2 separate regions of the Mus musculus genome follow, and region 1 is linked to region 2. Evidence: chromatin contacts called from public HiChIP or PLAC-seq data. All regions are on one chromosome and are shown on one strand. Each heading gives the region's core, a stretch centred on a gene start, on an enhancer-like site or on the middle of the called end of the contact. The rest is flanking DNA. Distances are from core to core; before and after follow the strand shown. Region 1 overlaps Lrrk2 (leucine-rich repeat kinase 2). Region 2 holds the start of Abcd2 (ATP-binding cassette, sub-family D (ALD), member 2).

Region 1 (6,551 bases), core at 2,454-4,953, 560 kb after region 2:
GAGCAACTGTAGGAGAGTGGACCAGGAGGGGGATAATTTTTTTTCTAGCCTGTGGAAAAAAAAAAGATTAAAGATAATTTTTAAAATGTAAAAAAGAATAAATAAAAAAATAAATAAAAAGAGGCCCTGGACTAGAAAGAGAACAAAGAAGGGTTTATGGGAAGGTTTGGAAGACGAAGGAGGAAATGATATAATTAATATTATAATCTCAAAAATAAAGATATTAAAATGTGGCAAGAGCTAGCACAGTTTCGAATGTATTTTCTATATCTGTTATATTTTTAAAACTACTGGTACCTTTAAATTTTAAGTGAGTTTTTTCTGGAGCCATCTAGCACATTGATTTAGTTTCAGCTAATTTTACATTAAGTTTACTGAGAATAGCAATGTTAAAATTATTTGATAGTTTAATAGCTTATATAGTTCAAATGAACAGATAATGACCTTGTGTTCTTGTATACAGGACTAATGACACTCTTTGTATCACAATGCCATATATAAATATCTATTTTGTACTATACTTACAATATATGCACATATGTACACATATGTATGTATGTGTACATATGTGTATATAACACAACCAAGGCTGCCTCATTTTCAAACCTTCATTAAAATGGGCTTTGATTTATACACTTATTTGATTCTGTGCTACTGTAAAGTTTAAACTTTATAATGGTTAAGCTTTTCCTTGTACTGTTTAAATATCCTCCCACATTTACACGTGTATATGTATCTATGTACACATTGCATCTTAATAGATATTGCAAACAGATTTGGGGATTTTGATTATAACTGGTGATGATATAGCATGCCATACATCATTGTCAGTGCTAAAAAATATCATTGACTACTGTGAAACTACTAATAGAATAGAAGGCATGTGTGTTGTTGGTTCTGGTTACAGTTTCACATGCTTGAGTTTACACACTCTCTGTGGAACAACTTAGGCCTGGCACATGCCTCGGTAGGCTGCTATGTGGCTTCTCTTTATCCAGGTTTCTACAACAACGTCTGAAAAAGGCTGTACCCTACAACCGAATGAAGCTCATGATTGTGGGAAATACGGGGAGCGGTAAGACCACTTTACTGCAACAACTCATGAAAATGAAGAAACCAGAACTTGGCATGCAGGGTGCCACAGTCGGCATAGACGTGCGAGACTGGTCCATCCAAATACGGGGCAAAAGGAGAAAGGACCTGGTTCTAAACGTGTGGGATTTTGCAGGTACTCAAGATGCTGTTTTAGCTTTCGTCTTGAATAGAAATTTTAAAACCCAGTTTCCTGATCCAGTAGAAAAAGAACTGGTGGATCCTATAAGATTATCCCAAGCCCATTTTGCCCTTGTCACCAGAATGGACACTCCACAGAGAGCAATGCCAGCCCCCAGCAGAGAGGTCTAAATTGCTTGGTTGGCAGCTAATCGTGGTTCTCAAAGCTGTCATGGGAATGATGTCTGTTGTTTGCCCTCCTCCAAAGGATTTGCTGTGCCCCCTCATTATTTCGTAACGAGTCCTACCTACTATGGGAAAGACTCAAACCTCTGATATCTCCTTCTAGGTCGTGAGGAATTCTACAGCACTCACCCCCACTTCATGACCCAGAGAGCCCTCTACCTGGCTGTCTATGATCTCAGCAAGGGGCAGGCAGAGGTGGACGCCATGAAGCCCTGGCTCTTCAATATCAAGGTGATTTCTTCTGATCACGTGGGACTAGAGTGTGATCATTGCTCACTACTGTATGCTATGCTTCTGGGGTTTTGTTGAGGCTAAGGCTCACTTATGTGTCCCTGGATGCCCTGAAACTCTCTATGAATGATCAGGAAGGCCTTAGATGGACAAAGATTTGCCTGCCTCTAATTTTTGAGTGTTGAGTTTAAAGATGTGTCCTCCCATGCCCAGTTACATTCTGTTATTTTTTAAAAATGTCTTTATAACATGATATATCTGAAAACAAAACAAAACAAAACAAAAACAGTTCCTTCAATTGTTTTAAATGTTCTCTCTCTCCCTCCCTTCTTCCCTCCCTTCCTCTCCCTCTCCCTTCCCTTCTCCCCTTCTCCCTCTCTCTCTTTCTTTATTTCTACATTAGAAGCATTCAGAGTTTGAGAAATGATATGGAAGAGGGAATCCCACACAGTTACATGTCACTAGGCTCTGAAATCCTGTTACGGTGTAAAATCTGAAAGCACAACTGATTCTAATCATGCTATTTTGTTAACCGACATACCAACTCCCCCAACTTAAAACGGAATTAATATCACACATACTCTGCACATGTCCAGTATATTTTCAGTGACCTTTTAGTGGGAAGCGCTCAGATCCTGCCTCTTGAACAGCCCCAGACTGTGTGTCTCCTATCTTTGGTCTCTCTGTTTTATTATTTCTTGAATGTCTACCTGCTGCACTGGTGACAGCTCTTCCTTTCAATATGACCTTTTGAATGGAGACTGTGACAAGAGTCCCTGTGATTGCTGTCTGTTGCCCCAGGGAACAGTTCTGGGAGTAAACTTCTCAGGAGAGCTTGCACCAAGGATGACATCTGGGCACAGGATTTGGTAGCTCCTGGGCTGTTATCTGGTAATTTGGATCTTCCTTAAGCCCGTGTTTTCTTGACATTATTATAGTTCACACAGAAACTTAGCCAAATAGTACGGTGGCAATTCGGCTTGCTTCTGTGGGTTTTGTCTTCCATTCTCCAAATTTCATGACTTTAAAGTGAATTCAGGGCATAAAATTCTCAGCTAAAGAAAGAAATGGAAGCAGTTTGCACTGCTTCTGATGTAGCTTGAAGTTTCCTGAATGTTCGCTTTATTTAGAAGTGCAGCTTGCAAACAACTTGCTCTGAGCAAACATTAAAATAAAAGGAATGCTATACTATGGTGGTTATGTGGGATTCTGGAAGTGGTAAGAGTTGGACTATTAAGGGCATAATAATAATAATTTTTAAATTGTTTTGTGATTATCATATTTATTTAGGTTTAAGGGAGTAATCTCAGTTGCGGCTGTAACAGCCCACCCAAGCTGGAGTGGTTTACAAATTACAGAGATTTCTCTCATACATTTCCGAAGGGAGGGAAGTCTAGCACCTTGGGGCTGGAATCTGTGAGGCCATTCTTGATATGCCATTTCATGGCGGGAGGTGGAAGGGCAAGAGTTCTCATGCTCTATGGCAAAGGAACAGGGAGGGGACCTAACATCCCGGTTCCTGTGAGGACCTTCAAACGTGTTCTTTGGGCTCTGTCCTTGGGAGTTGAGCCTCTCATATAGCTCTCAAGACGCTGCTGTGTCACACGGTTGCATTTCAAGATTCACACACTAGCAGCAAGGAAAGACAGCTGTTATTATGTGACTCTGAAGTCCTTGAGTCTGTCATTGCTGCAGCACGTAGCATCCTACATAGCAGATTTCAGCATAAATGTAACCAGGAAGGTTTTTCCTCCCCGGAAACAGGAAGTGTCTTGTCTCTGTTCCCTTAGGCTCGTGCCTCTTCTTCCCCGGTGATTCTGGTGGGCACACATTTGGATGTTTCTGATGAGAAGCAGCGGAAAGCGTGCATAAGCAAAATCACGAAGGAACTCCTAAATAAGCGAGGATTCCCCACCATCCGGGACTACCACTTTGTGAATGCCACCGAGGAGTCAGATGCGCTGGCAAAGCTTCGGAAAACCATCATAAATGAGAGCCTTAATTTCAAGGTGGGAGGATGGGCGCCCCCTGCAGGCTACTAGATGGTCAAGGTGGGCGAGTGTGTGCCTCTTGCAGGCTGCTAGTTAAGTAAGCCTTTCTCTTTTTGTCATATTATGCCTCTGCTTAGAAATGTCAGAAACCTTGAGGAGAGAGCAATTATCTGGAAATTGTAGGGTTTTTTTTTTCATAGCTCAAAACGATAAAAGTACTTTCATTTAAAAATTATTTATTTATGCCGCACTTCATTTATAATTCATAGAAGTGGGAATAAAAATAACTAGAGGATCCTGAGAAGAAGGAGAGGAATTGCCAGGACACCGAGAAAATCTTCCTCTCCAGGGGTTCCATCCAGAGGCTAAAAGAGAAGGTGGTGTCTGGGCCTCCTGTCCTCTGCGACACTCGGTCCTATCTAGCACAGAAGTTCCCACCTTCCTAACACTACAATCCTTTCTTTAACACAGTTCCTCGTGTTGCGACGCTCAATCATAAAATTATTTTTGATGCTACTTCATAACTATAGTTGTGAAATACCTTTATGAATTCATAAATACCTTTATGAATCATAATGTAAATATCTGTGTCTTCCAATCATCCGAGGTGACCACTGTGAAAGTGTTATTTTGGAGGGCTCACGTGAAAGGATCGTTTGACTTGCCTCCCTTCCCGCCCCTATAGGGGTCACGACCCACAGGTTGAGAACCACTGACCACTCTAGGCGCTTCCTTTGAGAGTTCCTGTCCTGTTTGTATCTCGATCAGTCTATGTGATTCCTTTATAACTTTAGTTCAGATGGTTTCAATTTTTTTTCCATTCCAACTTTTGCCTTTTAACGTTGCCAGTTGCCAAGCCTACTGGTTGGTTTTCAGCAATCTATAAATAATTACCGAATTCGTATAAGCTAAGTTTCATCCCGAGACTTGTGTTTTAAATTCCTGACAATCTCTTTGATAAACCCCATGTTTAGGAAAATATTAATACATGGGTCACTAGGAAGAGTGCTCCTTTCTAGAGTTCACAGGAAGGGAATACGGTTGAGATTTCTAGAGAACGCTCTGGGTACTTCAGCATGGCAAACACAATGATTGTCTCTCTGTTGGCTCTGGAGATATCAGGATGTAACCAGAGCCCTGTTAGGTTTGCATATCCCAGAGAAATTACTTACTGGGCCACAGGCGCGCACTCTCAGAACAGCTCCAATTTGGATGTTGAATGATAAACTCCCGCTGTGCACTGCAGCGCCCTGCCCTGTCAGCTCAGCTCTGTCACACTCTCACAGATTCTGGTCGTCTCAGAAATGGGCCATCTGTGGATGGGTTTGTCTCTGTAGTGCCCCAGGGGCTGGTATTTAAAAGTCCATTTCAGAAGGCGAATTTGTTTTGTAAAAGCCTGAATTTGGTTGAAGCAAGCCTGTAAGAGAGATGCTTGGGTCTGTGGTGTGGGCTGTTGCTGCTGTAGGGAGGTGACCCAGTCAGTAATCCAGGTTCAAACTCCGCTGAGACAGCTGCAAGTTATTATCCCTGTCAATCAGTAAGGCCAGATTCCTTCTATGTACATAAGAGCCTTTCAAGCAACTCCATACAGAGGAGAAAAACATGCTTCCTAGAATGGCAGTATTATTAAAAAGGAATGGGTGGTGCTAACGGCTTCCTCATTCTGGCATGCTGGTTTGAGCATGCGCTGGCTTGCTTCGCTGGTTCTTTCTGAGAGAGGCGCGTCAGCCCACCTATCTGGGACCTTGTTTCTGGGTGACGCTTGCAACCCTTCTTCAAGGAGCAGCTTTGAGTCTATTAGAGAGCACCCAGCCCCATCTCATTTGTCTTTTCCTTCCAACTTAACTCTCTCCCAATCTTTCCTTGTATTTATAAACATAAACCTATGCTCTTTAGAAGGGGTTTTGCTTTTCTTCCTTACATCGGCCCAGAAATGAGTCCGTTACCAGGCGAAAGGAGAAAGGTCAACAACGCAGTCGGTTTGAACTGCTTCCCTTTCGATTCTCTCCAGCCCATTGCCTGAGCAGCCATCTTTTTTGCTGCCTGGTACCCGCCCTTCAGTACTCCCCCCCCCCCCCCCCCCGCTTGATTTGCTTCCTGTGGGACATTCACTTGTTTCTGTAGGTCAGTTTCCTTCCTAAACTTAAAACATAATCTTGAAATTGAAGTTTTATGTCGTCTTAATTTGTGAGAAATGACGAAAAGCATGATAGTTAGTAGGATTATAGACTGTTTTTTTTGGCACAAGGGTCATATATTCCTGAATGACTGTTTGTCGAAAAATATGGAAGCAATAGTTCTGGATGCTGGAAACAAAGTTCTTGGTGCAATTAGGGAGGAGAGAGAGAGAGAGACAGTTTTGTGTTTATGTGTCACGGAAAGACAGGTTTTAGAGCCTAAGAATTCAAGTAGAAATTCTGATGGGTGGAACTAATGGAGGTCGGTTGCCCCCTGGTGGTGGTCTGAGTTAGTTATTTGGCTGCTATCTTTTTCTTCTTATTCTTTCTTTCTTTTATATATATATATAATTAGGTATTGTCCTCATTTACATTTCCAATGCTATACCAAAAGTCCCCCATACCCTCCCCCCCACTCCCCTACCCACCCACCCCCACTTTTTGGCCCTGGCGTTCCCCTGTACTGGGGCATATAAAGTTTGCAAGTCCAATGGGCCTCTCTTTCCAGTGATAGCCAACTAGGCCATCTTTTGATACATATGCAGCTAGAATCAAGAGTTGCATTTCTCTCTAAAACTAGACTTTTCATGTGAGGAAAAAAAGCCTAAAAAAGATATCTGTTATAGAAACTATTATCTCAAGACCCTCACTGAAAAATATCGCTCTCTGTCTCTCATCGACTGCTGCAGACAGT
Region 2 (5,897 bases), core at 537-3,036:
ACGACAAAGGATACTCCAACATCTCCCTCTCAATCCAAAGAAGTTTACTCTCAGTTCCTAAAAGTGCATGGACTTCACAATGTGCAGAACCCTTCACCAAGTTAGTACTTAAGTTTTAAGAAAAAGCCTTTGAGCTCATTCATTACAGTCACACTAGAGTAACAGAGGCTATGAAGACCGCTTACTTAAAAAAGAATAGACATTTTATTCTCATGAAACTTCAGAGAAGTTTGGACTCTTTCATTCTCTCCTGGCTGGCGATTTAAAGGGCTCATGTATTTTAGCATGATTTAGCTACGGGGACGGCGGGTGGGGGTGGAGCGGGGGGCACGGGGACTGTAAAATGCTCAGAAAGTGGGTCTGTCAACAAGACAACAGATGGTATCTGGCAGTGCAGTGGCTGCCTGAACAGTCTCACATTTCACCCGTTGCTTTAATGCCTGTCTTACCTTATGTCCTCTGTAGAAGGCAATTTCTTCTACATTGGCTATGATTCGGGAGTGGACATACCGCAGGTAGCCTTTCCTGTGGGCTTCTTCAGCCACCAGCGAACCAAATTTGGGCGAGCAAGCTTTCAGTACTTTAGCAGTGGCATACACGACAAGTCCTGCTAACAGGGTGGGCCCTATAGGGCTTGCTCCTCTGGATGTAGCTGTCCGGATGAGAGTATAGGAGGTTAGAATGACATCTAAAATAGGTTTGGTAAGGTTGGAATACAGGTGAGCCACAGATTGCGAGAACATCATAATGTCTTCGGTAAGAGACTGGTCAGGGTTTGCCAGCCTCCCATCCATATTTATCACCTTATAATAAGTCTGATTTGCGAAATAGGTCTCATAGGCATGGTCTACTAAGCGAGTTCTAAAGGCCAATGCCAGTTTGCATTCCAGGTACCTGATAGCACTGTTGACAAAGGTAGCAGGGATAGCAATCATAAGCCACTTGATTAATTTGATGATGAAAGTCCGAGGCTTCTTTTCCACGATGCTTTTCACGATTTTCCCATCCAGACCAGCCACATAAATAGAGAGAAATGTTCTTGAGATTAGAGCCACCGAGTGGAGGCAGAGCCACCCCGTTTCAGTGGTCACAAGTTTTGGAAAGAGGATTTTCCGAAGTTCTAGTAGCTGTTTGAAAAAAGCTGCATTTAGTCCCGGCGCAGGTTTTTTACAGATGATCTCCGTGCAATGCAGTATTTCTCTGTTCTCTGCAGGCGAGTAAGCTTCTGCTTTTGCCTTCCTGTGGCCAGGCTGCTTTAAACGCTTGCCAATGATGGGATAGAGGGTTTTCAGAGCATATGCCGCAGCCACCAGGCAGGCAGCCCTTTTAGCAGCACCGGATCTGGTCCATTTCACCCGATAGGCTGCTGCATTTAGCATGTGTATCATTTTTCCAGCTACACAAATGGGTTTCTTTGAAAAGAATTCGTTTTAAAAGCTCATGCTCCGCGGAAAGCCCAGCAAAGGTTTCAGAAGACCCCACAGCCTCCCATGCTCTGCAGCTTGTCTCCTTTACTCTTATTTTGTTCTTCAGTGACGGATGCAGCAAAGCACAAACTCCACCGCATCCTCCGGGGGCGAGTCCCTCAGCAGCCAGAGCTGGCCAGGCTCCACCCACAGGCGTCTCATTGGCTGCGTGGGCGGTGAGACCCTGGACTCCTGGCCTCTTCCCTTTGAACCTTAAAAACGAAGAGAGAGCCAAAACAAATCCTATACTTAAACAGGAGTTCAGAGAGTTAAATATCTATTTCTGGAGAGGTCGAATGAGGTCAGCTGCTGGAGAACAAACCTTCCCTTAGAGCTACTGAGCATGCTCAGCGGCACTTAGAAACCCTCAGAAGTTTCAGAATATACATCCCGTCTCTAAGATTTCTACAAAGGGGAAGGCAGAGGGAAGGAAGGATTGCAGCAGCTTTAATGAGCCCAGAGAGAAAGAAACAGCGAGAGGAGGGAGGAGCCTCAAGAGGATTAACGGAACCGGCCCAGGGAAAGGAGTCAGACAAGAGAGTGATAACAGCGAGAGGCATAAGACAAAATAGCAAACATGTATCCTTGAGAATGTTTTGTTCAGAAGATGTTGTCCCCCCCCCCCCTCACTCCCGCCCTTCGCCCTTGTTTCGACTCTCCCCAGATATTCACAGAAACTATTAGATTGGCTGCTATTGTAAATAAGCTGGAGGCGAGCTTGGGTATTACAGAAAACAGTCACTCAGAGCTACACCCAGAGTTCTTCCCCAAGATCCCTTGGTACTAACTTGTCCTGATAATAAAGTTCTTTCTGCTCCACGATTATGTTTAGCAATGTTATCTGACACATTAATATTTGCTTACGAAGTGACTTAAAAATCTCCCTTGTGTTTTGTTTGTTTGTTTGTTTGTTTTTGTTTGGAGGTAATTTAAGAATTTTATCAGCTGGGAAATCGAACTGGGATCCTATGATGGAAAACAATTTTTAGGAAGCATTTCTTCAAGACTTTTTTTTTTTTTCTTCATGTTTTTCTTTAGGCTCAGAGATAATCTGCTGGCTTCTTCCTATGAACATTTTTGCTGTTTGACAACAATCAAGAAAGTTTAAAAATTATTCACATTCCCAGTGGAAGGCATAAGGATCAATAGTCAAGCAAAACTTTGTATAATTTTTAATAAATTGAAGGTCTTTTTTTGAAGGCAAGGCAAAGGTGATTTTGCATGATAGAGCCTTTCTCTGCTCCTCTCTTCTGTCTTTCCAACGACTGGCTTATCCTGAAGGTGTGCATTTAAGCCAGAGCCCAGCACAGTTAGGTAGAACGGCTTATTTTAACCTGCTAGTGTTATTTGACCCTTAAGCTAAGCATCATTTTATACTTGGGCCTTATTATGCACAGACTCTCCCTTTTGATCCTCCATAGTAGTTCCAGGGCAGGAGTGCACTTTGACACCCCCACATCTGTCCTGATTTAAAGAAGTGAAAGATAGCTACATGGTGATTGTCACATCACAACGGGTCACTTGTGTGTTCGTTACTAGTCCTCTCTGTGCTTCAGCTTTGCCTTCTATCTGTAAAATGGAAACGATGCTATTCTGGGAAGTGGGTGTAGACATTAAATAAAATAGTCAGTTGTTTAAAAAAAAACATTGTATATAGAAGTCTGCAAACCTCCCTGCTAGAATATGTGCCCCAATGTCTTGTGATCGTTATTGTTCATTAGACATGAGTCAAAGAATTGCCTTTACCAAGAATGATTTTTAAAAAACAGTATTCTTTTGAGCTCTTTGGCATACATATATTAAATCTAAGAATTGTTTGTTATCCAGAGGTCTTTTATTTGCATCCAACTTAACAGATGTACCAACATACAAATGACACATATCTTTGGTATTTGGTCATATTAGCACACTCAAGCAATGCTGATAAGACTCCCTGGGCTGCCAATTAATACATCTACAGCAGCGCATCTCTTGCATCTAGGGTCCAGGAAACATCAGGGTAGAGTGGTGGGAAGACTGGAAGAGCCAGAGGACCAGAAAATCTGCTGTGAAAGTATGTCTCCTAGAAATAGCAGGGGAGCTTCACCTAGGATCCTTTTAACTGCATAGCTGCTTAAACAGGACCAGGACCAACACAACACCAGAAGACATGGAAATATGGAAGTGGAACTCTTTTTTTTAATTGGATATTTTATTTATCTACATTTCAAATGTTATCCCCTTTCCCAATTTCCCCCCAGAATCTCCCTATCCCATCCCTTCTCTAACTGTTTCTATGAGGGTGTGTCTCCACCCACCCACTCCCGCCTCAAATTCCCCTACACTGGGAACTCCAGCTAACACAGGACCAAGGGCCTCTTCTCCCATTGATGCCCACCAAGGCAGTCCTCTGCTACATATGTGGCTGGAGCCATGGGTCCCTCATGTGTACTCCTTGATTGGTGGTTTAGTCCCTGGTTGATTTTGTTGTTCTTCCTATGGAGTTGCAAACCCCTTCATCTCCTTCAGTCCTTTCTCTAACTCCTCCATTGGGGACCCAGTGGTCAGTTTAATGGTTGGCTGTGAGCATCCACCTTTGTATATGTCAGGCTCTGGCAGAGCCTCTCAGGAAACAGTTATATCAGGATCCTGTCAGCAAGCACTTGTTGGTATCCACAATAGTGTCTGCGTTTGGTGACTGTATATGGGATGGGTCCCCAGGTGGGGCAATCTCTGGATGGCCTTTTGTTCAGTCTCTGTTTCACACTTTGTCTCCATATTTGCTCCTGTGAGTTTTTTGTTACCTCTTCTAAGCAGGACCAAAGCACCCATACTTTGGTCTTCCTTTTTCTTGAGCTTCATGTGGTTTTTGAATTGTATCTTGGGCTAATAATCACTTATCAGTGAGTGCATACCATGTGTGTTCTTTTGTGATTGGGTTACCTCACTCAGGATGATATTTTCTAGTCCCATCCTTTTGCCTAAGAATTTCATAAATTCATTGTTTTTAATAGCTGATTAGTACTCCATTGTGTAATTGTACCACATTTTCTGTATCTATTCCTCTTTTGAAGGACATCTGGGTTCTTTCCAGCTTCTGGCTATTATAACATAGTGGAGCATGTGTCCGGAAGTGGAACTCTTAAGCAGATCCTTGGCCTAGACAAAAAACTGCAGGCAACTAAGGAGAGCTAAGAAAGGGAGAAATAGACTTCCACAGAGATGAATGAGCCCCTAACTGGTCATCCCATACTAAGTGCTCAACCGTGAAATCATATAAATACAAGCAACATTAAATGGGCACAATAGGTTTTATTTATATAATTATGAAAGTACATGTATGTGTGTGTGTGTGTGTAACAATAACAATTAAAGAAAAAGAGGCCATGAATTTAAGAAGCAGTTGCAGGATATAGGAGGAGTTGGAGGGAGGAAACATTTGCTGGGGATGTAATTATATTTTAACTTTAAAAATTAAAAATAATAAAGGACTTTCTGGGCTGTAATATGGTTTTGTGTTTAAAGTGCTTGCCCACGGTGCTTGAAGCATTGAGGTTTTCATTTCTCAACACCGGGCAAGGGATTGATTTTTCTAAGCCCAAATGTGGAGACTGTGGAGTCATAATAATTATTGACAAAATATTTTATTCCTTGGATCATGCTATTGGTGCATGAAAATAAGACTCTTTTACACACATACAACTAAATCATTTCTGTCACATCTTCTGGTAGCTAAACATAGAAGGGTTAAGTGCATCTGGAAAGGACAGAGGACAGGATATACCTCACTAAGGTTAATGGCAGGATATTCATGCAGGCTGAATGACTGACTAGGTTAGACAGCAGCTGGCTGCTGGAGGAAATACCATTCATCACTGAAAAACAAGAAGCAGCCATATCAGAGAAAGGCTGGTGAGCAGGAAATCTAGGTCAAAAGGACATTAAAGATGTAAGCTCATGTAGATTCATGTATTTGAAAGCTTGGTCACCAGGGAGTGGCACTGTTAAAAGATGTGGCCTTGTTGGAGGAAATGTGTCACCAGGGATGAGCTTTGAGGTTTCAAATGCTCAAGCCAGGTCTCCCTGCATCCTGCAGATCCAGATGTAGAACTCCCAGCTACCTCTTGAGCACAATGTCTACCTGTTTGCTACCATGCTCCCTGTCATGATGATAATGGACTAAACCACTGAACTGTAAGCTAGCACCAATTAAATGTTTTCTTTTATAAGTGTTTCCATGGTCATGATGTCTTTTCATAGAAATAGAAACCCTAAAACAGTAGGCCAGATAATGAATGTATTGGAGCATAATGTTGCAGAAACAACTTTTGAATTCCAGAGGTAAGAGACTTGTGAAAAGAATTAAATAAGAAAGTAATCAAGACAAAAAAAAATTGACATGGGATTTGTGGTACAAGGAAGGCTGAAGGTCAGATATTAGAGTTATGGAAA

Evidence for each region. HiChIP or PLAC-seq counts read pairs in DNA pulled down with a chosen protein or histone mark.
Region 1: an H3K4me3 HiChIP or PLAC-seq map of forebrain shows a contact between it and region 2, with 6 times the contacts expected there. The contact joins the enhancer-like site here to the promoter of Abcd2 in region 2. A contact is called at or near these places in 2 of 39 promoter capture datasets (cranial neural crest and hippocampal neurons), 2 of 115 datasets of contacts at active chromatin or transcription factors (astrocytes and forebrain) and 1 of 9 other capture datasets (adipose tissue).

The regions. Positions count from the first base shown.
Region 1 is chr15:91,748,663-91,755,213 of GRCm38.p6, forward strand. Lrrk2 (leucine-rich repeat kinase 2) reads left to right here. Exons shown (of 51, transcript NM_025730.3): 29 at 999-1,228; 30 at 1,562-1,689; 31 at 3,480-3,698. Among named protein-coding and RNA genes, the nearest start is that of Lrrk2, 79 kb to the left of the region's middle. Within about 2 kb of position 3,704, at least 17 of the 459 cell types and tissues checked have an H3K27ac peak or open chromatin away from gene starts, as enhancers often do. A contact at or near this core is called in forebrain, where this site is marked.
Region 2 is chr15:91,190,221-91,196,117 of GRCm38.p6, forward strand. It overlaps Abcd2 (ATP-binding cassette, sub-family D (ALD), member 2), which reads right to left and starts at 1,787. Exons shown (of 10, transcript NM_011994.3): 1 at 450-1,787. The coding sequence starts at 1,388.